Linked DNA regions of Sus scrofa: region 1 is linked to region 2. Evidence: chromatin contacts called from public HiChIP or PLAC-seq data. All regions are on one chromosome and are shown on one strand. Each heading gives the region's core, a stretch centred on a gene start, on an enhancer-like site or on the middle of the called end of the contact. The rest is flanking DNA. Distances are from core to core; before and after follow the strand shown. Region 1 overlaps TNS1 (tensin-1). Region 2 overlaps TNS1 (tensin-1).

Region 1 (7,439 bases), core at 4,450-6,949, 150 kb after region 2:
GGGCTGAGCTCAGGAACTCTCCCCAGCTGCCATCATCATCAGCCCAAGCCCATTCTTTCTCCAAAAAAAAAAAAAAGCTTAATGCCTTTTACAGCTGCAACAGGGCTGGCCAGGGGTCCGGAAATGGAGCTCACACCCCCCCCGACCCGGAGCAACCTCTGTCTCCCTGGGAGGGAACAGGGCTAGGTGGAGCACCTAGCTTGGCAGTCCTCGAGGGCTGACCCCTGCTAATGAGGAACATCAGGGGCACCGGAAAGCAGAGGACCCCAGAGAGGCCTGGGATGGAGAGGGAGCGCGGCCAGGAGCCTGCTCCTAGGAAGGGGTCAAAGCTCCCAGCTACTTGACATGCAGGAAGGGCTGGGCGCGGCTCTCCCCCACACCTACCAACAAGGGACAGAACTACAGCTGCAGCAAGAGGGATGCAGGTTAGACTTCAGAGAGACCGAAAGGTATAAGACACAGCAATTTGCAGCATTATTTGGGGAATCTCACTTTCAAGTGTAGATGCTACCCCTGTGGGTGTAGCCCATGGTCCAGAGTCGCTTGCCTGGAGGTCCAGAGTGGGATTCCTGGAGGCCAGGCCATGTTCTTGCTGGGCCTGGGAGACTCTGATTTGGTGACTCTCATCTAGGAATGGGATGGGAGCCAAGAAGGGGAGCCTGGGCTGGTTTATAGTAATGCATCTTGTTTACAGTGATGGCAGCATTCTCAGAGTCCTCCATAAACACAGTCTGCATGGCTCCCGGGCAGAGAAGGTTCTGAGAGGTCCCCTTATCTCCTCACCTCCCCCCAGTCACAGAGAGAGACAAGGATAGTCAGGGAAAGGAAGTCTCTCCTCTACGCTCTGATGCTACCACCCTTTGAGGGTCCACCGCCTCCTCCACTCTCTGGTCCCATAACCCTCCCGTCTCAGGGGTAGAATCACGGCAACAGAAGACAAGAGGGTCAACTCAGAGTTGGGCTCCTGGAAGGACCCCACCACCACCACCAATAATTATGAACATTTACTGAGCACTTACTATGTGCCAGGTACTCTTCAAACTAACTCATTTGATCCTCTTAACATCTGGGGTATAGGGTTCCCATGGCAGCTTAGCGGGTTCAGAACCCAACATAGGGTCCATGAGGATGCAGGTTCGATCCCTGGCCTCACTTAGTGGGTTAAGGATCTGGCATTGCCACAAGCGGCAGCTCTGATTCAACACCTAGCCTGGGACGTGCCATATCCCACAGGTGTGGCCCTAAAAAGAAAAAGAAAAAAAAATTTCTAGGGCATTATGCTTAGCGAAATAAGTGAGACAGAGAAAGACAAATACCGTACGATATCACTTATATGTGGAATCTAAAACTTCAAACAAACCAGTGACGATAATAAAAAAAAGAAGCAGACTCACAGAGAACAAACCACTGGTAGGGGGAAGGGTGTTAGAGGGGCGGGGGTGTGGGAGGGACAAACCTTTGGGTGTAAGGAAAGCTACAAAGATGCAGTGTACAACACAAGGAATATAGCCAATAGTTTATAGTAACTGTCAACGGAATGTAACCTTTAAAGATTATATTAAAGAATAAAATTGTTCTTTTAAATTTTAAATTGTATAAAACCCTCGCCCCTCGGCCCCTCATTAGTCAGTCGACTCATGCAAAGCAGCACTCTGCCAAGCATAGCAGGGATCACCAGGGAGGCAAATGGCACAGGCCTGCCCTCAAGGAACTTGCGATCCAGCTAGAAGAGAGGTGAGCACACAGGAAGCTTACAGGAGCCGGGAAAACTGAGGGGTCCTGTATTCTCTGCTGGAGAAGGCCTGGGAAGTTTCCTGGGGGATGTGAACCAGGACAGGGACCAGCCCCGCTCTGCCATGGCAGAAGGACAGGATTCCACTCGGGTCCTCCCATAGGCCCTCAAGCCCCATCAGCTCCTGAGACTCCACCCTTCTGGGCTGGTGCCTCTCTGCTTCCCGGAACACCCAGGCCTGAGCTACAGGCTTCCAGCCCTAAAAAGGCAGGGATGACAGAGCCCAGACTAACCGTGGAGGAGGCAGTGCCAGGGACTGGCTTGGGCCCACCTACCTGCCCCACCCCACCCAAGCTCCAGCTCCATGGAAACCAACCCCCCTCCCCGAGGGAGAGCAAAGTATGGACAAGTAGGAAGATGGTCCAGGCCACCGACCTGGGTAGAAACAGGTCAGGGACCCAGCTGTGTGTTCAGCGCACCCCACCCCCACCCGAGATGGGAAAGTGTTTCAGGCCATTGGAGAGAAGGAAGGAGGGGAGAGCCGCGCGTGCCCGTGCATAATGGAGGGGGCACCCAGGGAGAAGGCAGGGCCCACGAGACTGGCAGCCTTGCCACCCCCACTACCCTTGTTCCAGCTCACTGGTGCCCACTCCTCTGCACACCTAATAGCTTTGAAAGCTAAGACCAGGGCTGTGAGGGGTCGACCCTGGGGACAAATGTCCCCTCCAGTCTCCCCAAAACATACTCTCCTTCCTATAGCATCACTCGCATTTCTTTTCTTTCTTTCTTTTATGTACATGAATACTTTCATTATACCGCACCTCGTTCTTTTAACCTCCCATTTCTTTCCATCTCAGGGCAACGCCAGATCCATAACCCACTGAGCGAGGCCAGGGATCAAACCCACATCCGTATGGATCCTAGTCAGGTTCATTAACCGCTGAGCCATGAAGGGAACTCCCCATTTAATTTATTTTTTTCTTCTTTTTACAGCCCTAGCATATAGAAGTTCCCAGGCTAGGGGTCAAATTGGAGCTGCAGCTGCTGGCCTACACCGCAGATGTGAGCCACATCTACCACCTACACCGAAGCTTGTGGCAACACCAGATCCTTAACCCACTGAGGCCAGGGATCGAACCCACATCCTCATGGACTCTATGTTGGAAATCACGTTGGGTTCTCAACTCAATAAGTCACTTAAGATAAGCCACAACGAGAACTTTGGCAACTCCCAATTCTGGTTTGCTTTTTTTAGAGTCTGGTAACTGGGAGGGCTTTCCTCCGCCCCCTTCAACACACATCCCGCAACTGGGCCTCAGTTTCCCTTTCTGAGGTGAAAGAGACTCATGGCCCTGGAAATAAGCCAAGAAGACAGAGCAGCTGCAGCTGAAAGCCTTTGCTGGCTACCCCAGCTCCGACCATGCCTGCTCCAGGGTCAAGGGCACATGAAACACCTCACCTTCCTGCCCCTCCCATCGGGTCCCTGTCGGATCAGAGGAAGGAGTGTCCTAATTAAGCAGCCTCATCTGGTCCCAGGGTACTGAAGTTAGCAGAAAGGACTTCATCCTCAGGGCCCACAGGGCCCCCAGAAAGGGGGGGCTGTAAGGAGAGGCAGGCTGGGACACCTAGTGTGGATCTGGAGCTCACCCCAGAAGCCCACCTTGACATCCCATCAAGGGAAGCCCAAGCTTCCCAGGGCTTGGTGTTCAGAAATCTTGAACCCCATCCCCACCTTGCCTCTCCTCTCTGCTCCCTGAGCAACCGCCCCCCCAACCTTGGAAAACAGGTCTGGAGAGGTGGCGGGGGGGGTGAGGGGGAGCAGGAGCAGGTGGCTGGCTCCTCTCATGCTTCAGAGAGGCCCTTGAGAACAACGCCCTTGGCCTGTACCCCCAGCGGTGAGTTACACAAACCACTTCTAGCGGCCCTGACAATCCTGTATTATTTTATATCCGCACGCTGAGGCTGAGAGAAGAGCAGCCCCCGTGTATTTTGCATCCCAGATCTTGGCTACCACCTCCAGGCTGGCCGAGGAAAGCCCCCCTGCCCACTCCCACAGCACACCCCCTTCTCCCCCACTACCCCCAGCTACCACCTGGAGGAGGAGCCGGGACTGGACTCTCACTGCAGGGTGGGAGCAGCAGGTGTCAAGGTTGGCAGGGCTTCTGCCCTCTCCATTCCACACCAAGCCCTCAGCGCACAGGTCTACTCCAGCCCTTGTGGAGTTAACCAACAGGGCAAGGAGCAGGACAAGAGGAATCGGAAGAAACTCCTTGCAGGAAGCAGCTGAAGCAGACCTGGGGAGCCATTGAGCAATGGGCTCGATGCAGAGCAGCCGGCTCTCTGTTCCCCAAACACTGGTTGGGAGGAGGAGGACCTTGACGTCCTGTTTGTGCCCACACCCCAGGCCAGAGGCCACTGCCTTCCTGCTCCCTGAACTGGGTGTCAGAGAATTCTCCGACTCCAAGAATCCCAGGACCTCAACATCCCAGGAGACCTTCAAGGTCAACCCTTCCAACCACATCCCAGCTCAGGAATCCTTACAAGCTGTTGTCCAGCCTCTGTCTAAACTCCCCCCCTCGACGGGATTCTCACTACCTTACAAGGCAGCCAGTTCTACTACGGACCCACCAGGCTTGCTGGAAAGCCCTTCATTAAACCGAGCTGAGCTTCCTTCATCAAACAAAAATCCATTCTGCCCCTTTGAGTCCTCCTCTGACGTCCTACTTTGCACACTGAGTGTTCCCAAATGCCGAAGCTTCAGCCACAGTCCACCGGCAATGAGAAGATGGTCACCGAACAGTAACTTCGTCTCTGAACTCCTCTGCACCCCACCCCACCCCAGCACCTCCCCACCCCAGCCACCAGCTCCCTGTGTTTACAGTTCTGGACCCCGCAGCCCCTATGGGGAGAGTCTGACCTGGAGTTTTGAGGGAAGTGAAGTATGAAGCTTGGGATAAGGGATCAGGAAGGAAAGCCGGACAGGTTCAAGGCCGGGGATTTGGAAGCAGAGGGTTCCCAGGTTGCCTCCCAAGACTTCTCAGCTCTGCATCAAAGTTCTGGCTCCTAGTCCTGCCTATTGAACTAGCTGAGACCCTCCTAGGCCCTGGCCCGTGGTATCCTCTACGGAAAGCAGAGTCAAGGCCAACCGCAAGCTGGATCCCAGCACTGATCCACTTCAGAGCTCTCCATCCAGCTCCTCATCCAGAGCCAGGTCCAAGGCCTCCCTCCTGCACCCCTAGGCCAGAGGGGTCAGAGCAGAGGGTGCCTTAGCTCTAGCAAGGTTTGAGGTGCTAGGGCAGCTCGAGGGTGGGGGAAACTGGAGGAGCTGCCAGCTGGCAGGGGTAGGAGCAACTTAAGGCCACGTCTGAGCCCAAGGGGTCCCCACCCGACCCAGGCAGCTTCAGGAAGGGGCCCAGCAGAGACCAAAGGAGAAAGGGTGCTCTCCCCACACCCTCATGAACCTCTGGGCTTGGCTGTGCCACATGAAAGGGACGCTGAGGCTTCCAGAATAGAAGCCCCTGTCCCCAAAGACTCCGGCATCCTCATTTCCAGTGCCCCCCTTAGCCTCACCCCACAACCTCCTGTCCTGCCCTCCCAGACTAACTCCTTCCCTACCCAGCACCCATCCTGTCCCCTAACTCCATCCCACCCCCTGCAGGGAGCCCAGCCCGACTGGGAGCTCAGCAGGCTTCTCTTGGTCACCCCTTGGTCACCACCCTCCCCGTTTCCTCTTCGAAGACAGTAGTTAACCTAAAAACATCTGGGCGGGCAGTCCTGGCCCTGGTCCTGAACTTGGGGACTGGGGCGGGGGGTAGGGGTGGGGGGACAGACGCCGAGGTTGGCCCTGCATGGATGCTCCAGCAGGAACAACTGGCAGGCAGGGTATCAGAGGGTCTGGGCAGGAGGCGAGCAGTGAGGAGTGAGGAAGGGGAGGGGGAAAGGCAGCTGCATGTGTCTGTTCATTAACCACCTGGATTAGCTATTTCTGCCCAGAGGGGTCAGGAAGGAGTAAGAGCGCTGGCTGGGGGAGGGCAGCAGTGGGAACACATGCCAGCCTGTGCCCATGGGCAAAGGCGCATGGACACACGCTGAGGGGCATAAGGCAGGGGGCCCGGACCTTTCCAGGCCTGCCAAACTCTCCACCGCAGCTGCCTCTTGGTTGATGAGGGATGGGAGTAAGACGAGCCCTAAGGGGAGGATGGTGCCCAGTAACAGCTCCATCCCGTGGCGGGGAAAGGAGGGAAGGGGGCAAGAATGCCCACACCTGTGCCCTGGTCTTCTCCCCCAGGCAGTCCAATGATGGCAGGCAGGTAGAGGAAGGGACCCTAGCGACTCGAGACCGCAGCCTCCCCCAACCTTGGTCAGTTCGTCCCTCCCCACTCACCCCTGCTGGCCTCAGTCTCAAGCAGCCAGAGACACACAACTTCTCCAGCAAACAAAACTCCTTCTGACTGGTCTCTCCCCTGAGCAGGGACAACCGCGCCCCAGACATCGCTGCCAGAACCAGACGCTGACCTCAGGGATGGACAGGTTGGTCCGGAGGGGCTACCTAGCCCAGAGGCTTGTGACCAGACGGGCTGACCTCCCTCCTCCCCTAACTTACGCCCTGATCGGAGGTCCTGACAGCATCAGGGCCAAGAGCGAGAGCGTCTCTCTCACGCCAGCACGCACACCCGACGCCACACTCACCTTTCCGGCAGAGGAGCCACTGGGTGGGGTGGGTGTCTGGGCTCACAGGACGGGGGCAGTGGGCAGTGAGGGGGCAGCGGCTGTGGCTGGCAAGAAGCTGGTTGCCGAGAGGAGGGTGCGAGTGAGCCTTGTGTCCGGGCGGGCGGGGAGCAGGCACAGGCAGCGGAGCTGGTCCCAGGGCCACTGCTGGGAGCAACTGAACGAGGGCGCTGCTCGCCCGGCTCCCTCCCCTGGCAGCCGGCGGGCCGGGCTATTGGGCGCACCGCCTCCTTCCCCCATCCCCGGCTCCGGCCAGCGGTCCGCCCCGCCGCCTCCTTTAACCCCTGAAGCACTCAGCCAGGGCCCTTACGCCCAGCTCCCCGGCTCCAGCTCCCCGCTCGCTGGCTTGGTGGCAGGGCACATATGCCTGGGCATGGCATGCCAAGAAGAGTGCCCTCCCCCTTCGGCCACTGGCTCAGCTGCCTCCCTGGGGACCCTCAGGGAGGGGCGGAGGGCTTTCGGAGCAGAGGTGGGGGAAGAGGGCAGGATGCCAAGAGGTCCAGGACCCCACGGAAGAAACACTGCTGGAGAGAAATGGCCCGAGGATGAGTGGGTGGAGAAGGATGGTTGGTGAGACAATAATAATAACTGCAACTCCCAACTTTGGGAAACTGCTCTGCTTCCTGCTGTTTCCAACTCATTTTGTGACTGGAGATCTTACTCTGAACCCGTTTCTCCCCTTATCTGTCAAATGTGGGGTAAAAATCCTTGCTTTTTTCCTCTGGGCTGAGTTAAGCTATTTGTGACTATATATTCAAACGTGATTTGAATTGAACTCTAGTTAATAAAATGCATGTTCCAAGTCTCTTTGAAACACATCAAAAAAAAAAAAAAGATTGATGGAGAGATAGAAACGTGTTAAAGCAAATACAGTGTTCAGTACAGAATCAGGGCACTTGTCATATTATACTTTCAACTATTTCATATGTTAAAAAAAAAATTACAATTGAAACTACTGGGGGAGGAGTTCCCTCTGTGG
Region 2 (7,118 bases), core at 478-2,977:
GGGGTGTCGGCTCACTGTGGGAGCAGCCCTGACCGGTTGCTGGCCTGGTACCCCAGGAACATCCACCAGAATGTCTGCAGGACGGAAGACGGAATGGAGATGCCAATGTGGGTACTCAACAGAGCCCAAGGAGCCAGATCTCCTGTGTGTGTGTGTGTGTGTGTGTGTGTGTGTGTGTGTGTTCCTATACCTACTGTATTTTTAGAAGCATCTATATCCTTTCCATATTTTGAACTGCTTAGAAACTGCTGAGACTAATAGTCATTTTCACCAACTAATGAGGAAAAGCCATTTCTTTAAAAGGGGAAGGCAGGCTTTGCTCTAAGATCCTTGAGAAGGAATTCCAGAGCCCCTGGATTTAGATTTTCCAAGCCCTTCCCTTCCCACCATTGTCTGCCTATAGGCCCTAGAGGCCATGTTCCCTTAGGGTGACTGGGGTAGAGTCAGCCCTGGGTTCAAGAAGAGACATTCGGCCAGCCTCCTCCCACCTGCAGAGGAAGGAACATGGAGAAGGACTGTCCTTGGGGACTTGTCCCCCTCTGCTCTCCTCCCTACCCATCTCTAGTGCAGATACACCTGCCACGGAAGAGTGCATTTAGGGAGAGGTTCTGTGCCCTAACTGCCTGTAGAATTCCTGGGGAGAGAAGAAAAAAATCCCAGCCCCCCAGCGGGACCTCCGACAGAGTCACGGGGAACCTCTGGGTGGGACTCAAGCTTTGGTACTCTCAGCCAAGTCTGAGACTGACTCCTCACCTCTGGCCCCAGCCTCATCTCTCTGCCCCTCCACCTTCACCTCATGTTCCTGCCTCTTCCCAGGTCAGACTCTGCTCACACCCTGCACATCTGCTGCAACTGGAGTTCCAGTTCAGCAGGGTCAGGCCTCATCCCGCCTGGCCCCAGTCTCTGCGAAGGCTCCAGAACCCTGTCAGCAGGACGGGCCTTGAGGTGAGGCCTGTGGCCGCTCATCTCCAGTAGGGACCCAGACAAGAGTGCTGCAGTCTTGACCTTCCCAGGGGTGCTGAGGCAAGTCCAGGCTCAGCATCTCGGGCCCAGGGTCAAGTGCAGCTGTGTGATACCCACCCAGTCTGCTCGGACTTCAGCACCCGTGCAGGCTTCCTGAGGTTCTTGTTAAAGCACAGGTTCTGATCTGCTCTGAGATGGGACCAGAGGGTCTGCCTTCCTAATAATCCCCAGGGGATGCTGATGCTGGCAGTGCCTGGACCACACTTTTTTACAGGAAATGAAAATGTCCTTGGAGTTCTCGTTGTGGCTCAGTGGTAATGAACCTGACTAGTATCCATGAGGACATGGGTTCAGTCCCTGGCTCCAGTCAGTGGGTTAAGGATCTGGCATTGCCGTGAGCTGTGGTGCAGGTCGCAGACTGAGCTCCCATCCCAAGGTGCTGTGGCTGTGATATAGGCCAGCAGCTACAGCTCTGATTCAACCCCTAGCCTGGGAACTTTGATATGCCTCAGATGCAGTGTTAAAAACAAACAAACAAAAAAAAAACACACCTTATTCAGTATAATAAGGTAAGTGGTGAGCACTCACTTCCTCACCGGCTTCCGCTGCAGCCCTAGCCCATTCTCCCGTCCTAAGGGCACTGGGAGCACAGCTGGCCCCCACCCTGCCTCACTGTGCAGTCCCCTGGAAGACAGGCTAGATCAGCCCCACACACAGGTCCTAGCCTGGCTCTCCTCCCCTGCACCATGACCAGCCTGAGGTGTTCACCTGACTGCACAGCTAGGGGGCATCGAAGGTGCCCTACCCCATCACACAGCCAGAGCCCTGGGCCACCCAGGGGAAACCAGCACCACTGCCCAGCCCTTGACCTCCTGACTAAAGCTGTCGGTTTGCTCTCCTGTCTGCCCATCCCTCATCAGAGTCTGTCTTTCCCTTCTGTGGCACAGCCAGGGAGCAGAGCGAGAGGCGTGAGCTGGGAAGGGCGTGGACTGAGAAGTCAGCTCAGCCTATGCTCGTAGCCTGGCTCTGCCACTTAGCAGCTTTGTGATTTCCAGCAATCTCTGAACTCCTTTGAACCTCAGTTGCCTTCTCCGTAAAATGAAGACAAGGACAGCGCCCTTATCTCTCCGGGTAAGTGGCTTGAGAAAATACACGTATGTGCTCAGCGCCATCCCTGGCACTTAGAGGGTGTGAGGAATGCCAGCTGTCACCAGTAGTGACAAGCACCAGCTCTGCCACTTAGAAGCTAAATGACCTCTTGCGGCCTCAGTTTCCTTGTTTGTCACTTGGCATGGTAACAACATCTGCCTCGTGGGTTCATTAGGAACATTAGACAGGATGAAGCCTGGCACACAGAGGGGGTGCGATGGGTGTTAATCCTCTATCACAGGCGGGGTGTTTCTGCTCCCTGTGTCCTGGTCCCTTAGAGCGGCAGTTTTCAAAGCACAGACCGGGACCCCAGCGATCCCTGAGACCCTTTCAGAGGTTGTGTGAAGTCAAAACTTATCAAACCTAATTTCTTCATAATACTAACCTGTTATTTGCCTTTTTCACCCTCATTTTCCCACGAGTGTGTGGTGGGGTCTTCCAGAGGCACACGTGTGATATCACAACACAGTGAGTGCAGGAGCACATAGGAGAACCCAGCTGGCTTCTGTTAAGCCAGGCATGAAGGAAGCTTTTCAAAAATGCAAAACGGTGTTACCCTTCTCACCTGATCTTTTTTATTTTAGAAAATATCATTTTTCATAAAAGCATTAACATGTGGTGAGTTTAATAGTGCTGGGGAAGTGAATTGATACACACTTTTGAAATGTTCTGGTTTAATTTATAATATGGTGAGTATGGAAAGTAGAAACCATATGAATAAAAGCTCTTTGGGGTCCTCAATAACTTTTAAGAACGTTGGAGTTCCCGCTGTGGCTCAGCGATAACAAATCCAGCTAGTATCCATAAGGATGCGAGTTCAATCCCTGGCCTGGCTCAGTGGCTTAAGGATCTGGCGTTGCCGTGAGCTGTGGTCTAAGTCATAGACATGGCTTGGATCTGGCACTGCTGTGGCTGTGGTGTAGGCTGTCAGCTGCAGTTCTGATTCAACCCCTAGCCTGGGAACTTCTCTATGCTGTGGATGTGGCCCTGAAAGGCCAACAAAAAAAAAAAAAAAAAGGAAGGAAGGAAAACCGAATGTAAAGGAGTCCTGGGACCAAACAGTTGGAGGAGCTGCCCTCGGTACTCACTATGCTGGCCCCATGGGGGTCTCAGCACACGCTCACCATATCAGCTCATCGGAGCTCAAAACAACTCGATGGGGAACCGCAGCTGTGGCATGTGTTTATTTGCCATCTCCCCAGGAACCCTGCACTGCGCTAGGTGTGCCTCATCTCAAACTTCCTGAATTGCAAGGAATCCACCCAGGACCACTGGGCCCGGGGTCCAAGTGAGATGCCCACGGGCCATCCGATGGGCAGTCATGGGTTCTGCCTGGCAGCCTCTCTTCCCCCTGCCTCTGAGAAACCCCAGCTCATCAGGGACCAGCTACCGCCCCATTCTCCATCTCTGTGGTTCAGAAGGCTCCAGAAGCCATCACGTGACCCAGATCTAGATGGAACCCTTGGTTCCGAATTAGTCACAGGACCCAAGCAGGGTCTATCAGAGCCCATGAGCATTTGTCCCAGGTCTTTGTTGACAACACTGGGGAGAAAAAAAAAAAAAAGGAGCTTTTTAGTGGTAGGAAGAGAGCCTGAGGCCTCGAGGGGCCATATTCTGGAGCATCCGGTGGTACCGCCACTGGGAGAGAGTCTGCCTGAGAACTCAGCCAACTCAGAACCAGGTAATAGAGCCAAATTCCTGATTCTGCCATTTGAGCTCTTGGATCCAGCTGTGCTTGGACTTCTTGGTCACATGTCCCACTCGATTCCTTTTTCTCCTCCCCCCACCCCATTAAACCATGTTGAGTTGAGTTTCTTTTCTAGCTAAAAGAATCCAGATGAAAAACTCATCGTAAGCAGACCCACGACCTGGATGGTAGGTAGGCAAGCGGCTGGGAGGATTTGGGGAAGCCCACCACGCACCCAGAGCCTGGCCGAGGCCCCTTCCGCCCACTGGAGAGCTGACAGTCCCCCTTTCCAAACAACACAGCTACATAATGGCACTGATTTTTCTTTCACTTTATCATGTATAAAGCCATACGATGGATCGCAAAGAAACGAAGCAGCTGTACAGGAGCGGGACAGCCTCAGTGTACAATACATTCATATCCAGTAAGTAGCATACATTAGGGTTTATACAAGGTGGCAGAGTTCTAGGCACGATGATAACAAAATAGAAAGTATATTTCCATCTGTATAAATACACAGCCAGAGGTTGGGGAGGATGCTAGGTTATTCTGTTTCTCCTGCCGAGGGCCTGGAGGTGGGGGGAGGGGGGGGAAGGAATTTCTTACATCTGTTTTGAAGGACATGTGGGAGAGGAGAGAAGTGGGGAAACACAGCACGCGTGCACAGATGGGCTCTCTTGCACGTGTGGACACACAGGAGAGCCTCAAACCCTTGCACACTGATTAGAAACAAAAGTGGCCTAGCCTGCTCCGGTCAGCTCGCCGCTGCGAAGAGCCCCGGTGTGGGAAGTGAACAGAGAGGTCCTCCAACCTTTGGGACATCTGAGGACAGAGGAGTGCCACCTGGTGTGGCCCATCCCCGCCATCCATCGCCAGCACTGAGATTCTCCCCCAACCGGGGCCCTAGAGGCCTCGCCTCCGGATTCCTTTCTCTACTGGGTGCTAGTGAACTTGACATCCATCACCCACCACCTCTGACCCAACTCCCAAATTCCCTAAAGAGACGAGCCAAATACGCACACACACCCACACTTGCACACGCGCACGCACACGTCCTGTGTTACCACTGGCAGGGGGACTCCAGTCTCAGGATTTCAGGGCCTGGGCCTGGGTGAAGTGTGGCCCCAGGACTGCCCCCAGCCCCTCCAAGGATCCCGAAGATGGGAGATGTTGGGACTGGAGCAGCCCTTAGAAAGGGCAGTGACCCACCCCCCACCCCTGCCCCTTGATCATCCCGATCCTGAAGCTGGGAAAAACCAAAGAAGGGGAGAAGACCCAGGAGACAGGGGTGGTGGATGAACCTCAGTGAGGAGGAGAAAGTGGGGCACAGATACTGTTTTGGTGACAGATGCATCCACAGCCCCAGCCTCTGCCCGGCCCATCCAAGTGGGACAGAAGAATGCCCAGTTCCTCTCCCTCCCTCCTGAGAGCCTTTACAAAGGCTCCCTCTTATAGTCACTCAGCCACCAGACACCATCCCCATCCTGCCTGTCTCTGATACACCCAGGGATCCCCCAAAACCCTGCCAGGGGAGAGGGACCCTTATAGTCCTCAAGTATTTGGAGCTGCTACAGGAGAAGCTCCAATGAGCATCAGGATCAAAGGGCCTTTCCCCAACCTGGGACAATCACCTGTCCCCAGATCACCTGGCTGGACGGCTGAATGAGGGAGCCAGGATACTGTGGGGCCAGGGCAGTCCACTCCCCCCGGAGCTTGCTCATCCAGCTCCCCTCCTCCTCATCTCCCCTCCAGGTCACGTCTCCGTCATTCCCATGCCTTCCCCTCCCCTCTGGCTCCAGCCGGGAAGGGCCACATGGACCCTGCTAGTCCTCTCTCCCTGCTGATGTCACTGCCTTCCCTGCAGACACCATACTCAGAGGCCTGGCTGCACGGCAAGAGGTAGGCTGGGCCTGGCGTTGGGGCCTGAGCCTGCCTGAGGTCTGCCTCGCTGCGGCACAAGCCGGCCGGGGCCTCTCTCCTCTCTGGCTCTTTCCTGCCAGCAACTCCCAGGCCCTCTTCCAATCTCCCATCCCCAGCCCGTTTTCAAGACTAGAAGGCACTCTCCTGGCTGACAAACAGATTCAACAATAAACAACAGCCCAAAACATGGGGGAAGGGGAGGGGAGAAAAAAGGGTACACATTTACAAAATAATAACAAAAATGACTAAAAGTGCTTTCTTTTAAAGGAAATCTTTGGCAAGAATATGCTACAGTGTTGTGGTGGTGTGTGTATGTGTGTGAACGTGTGTGTGTGTGCGCACGCGCGCGTGCGCACGGGCTTAATCCGTGAGACACGGGAGGGTTACAGTGTCTTCCCAAGCAGTGTCTGAGCCCCAGGTGAGGCCATGCTGGGGCCTGGGGTACCCATCCCCAACATTCCTCTGGACAGGCCAAGCTCTAGGAAATTGATCCTTCCTGGGGTCACACACAGCTCAGGCCTGAGTGCGGCGGGATGGCCGTGCCGGGAGGGCGGCTGCTGGTGGGCGGTGGGAAAGTAATGCGAAGACTGACCCCAGACGCCCGAAGGGTCCGAGGCTCCGCCTGGCCGTCCAGACCAGGAGGAGAGAGTCCCCGGGGCTGTCCAGTGGGAGATGAAGATATTTACAAAGAAAGTGGGAGGGAACATCCTTTTTCTGTCTGGGGAGAGCTGGGGTTAGACGGGGCATGAGAGAGGGGAGATCAGGGTACGTGGCTTGAAGGCCTCAGAAGGAAGAGCACTTGGGAGGACCTGGTTCACTGAGAACGCGGTTTCAGCCTTTGGGAAGTGGCTGGCGGTGGGGGGGAATGCAGCTGGTCCCTCAGATGCTCTCCTTTCCAACTCCCTAAAACACAACAACCGCACAGATAACAGCTTCTCGGAAGAGAAAAAAATGCAAGACGCACAGGTCACCCACACCCACCATGCACACCCATGTCACACCAGCCCCCCCACCCCTGCCCGGCTCCCACACCCGCTTGGGCCCCATGGGGCGGCGGGCAGCTCCCCTCTCATCTCTGCATCTCTGGGCACTGAGAGCCAGGCCCGAGCCTGCCAAAAATAAGGGATGTGGAGGGGCTCAAACACGTGCACGCCCCTCCCCTCCCCGCTGAGCCTCAGACAGAGTCTAGGGAAGGCCAAGGCCAGGGTAAGGAGACCCCTGATTGCTCCAAGGATAAAGGCTTCGCTTATGCATAGAGAGAAGGATGGGGGTTGGTTTCCACCAGGGAGGCAATAAAACAATATGGGGAAATAATAAATACTTCCTGTCAATTTACCTAGTCTTTTTTTTTTAACCTTTTCTTATATTTTATTAGCTTACAGATTCTGTCAGTATGTCT

What was found. HiChIP or PLAC-seq counts read pairs in DNA pulled down with a chosen protein or histone mark.
Region 1: a contact with region 2 is called in an H3K27ac HiChIP or PLAC-seq map of skeletal muscle, with 3 times the contacts expected there. The contact joins two enhancer-like sites. A contact is called at or near these places in 3 of 47 Hi-C or Micro-C datasets (embryonic fibroblasts, liver and retroperitoneal adipose tissue) and 1 of 2 datasets of contacts at active chromatin or transcription factors (skeletal muscle).

What each region holds. Positions count from the first base shown.
Region 1 is chr15:120,089,327-120,096,765 of Sscrofa11.1, forward strand. All of the region lies in intron 2 of TNS1 (tensin-1), which reads right to left. Among named protein-coding and RNA genes, the nearest start is that of TNS1, 51 kb to the right of the region's middle. Within about 2 kb of position 5,700, at least 35 of the 83 cell types and tissues checked have an H3K27ac peak or open chromatin away from gene starts, as enhancers often do. A contact at or near this core is called in skeletal muscle, where this site is marked.
Region 2 is chr15:119,944,019-119,951,136 of Sscrofa11.1, forward strand. TNS1 (tensin-1) reads right to left here. Exons shown (of 36, transcript XM_021075207.1): 36 at 4,115-7,118. Among named protein-coding and RNA genes, the nearest start is that of TNS1, 200 kb to the right of the region's middle. Within about 2 kb of position 1,728, at least 7 of the 83 cell types and tissues checked have an H3K27ac peak or open chromatin away from gene starts, as enhancers often do. A contact at or near this core is called in skeletal muscle, where this site is marked.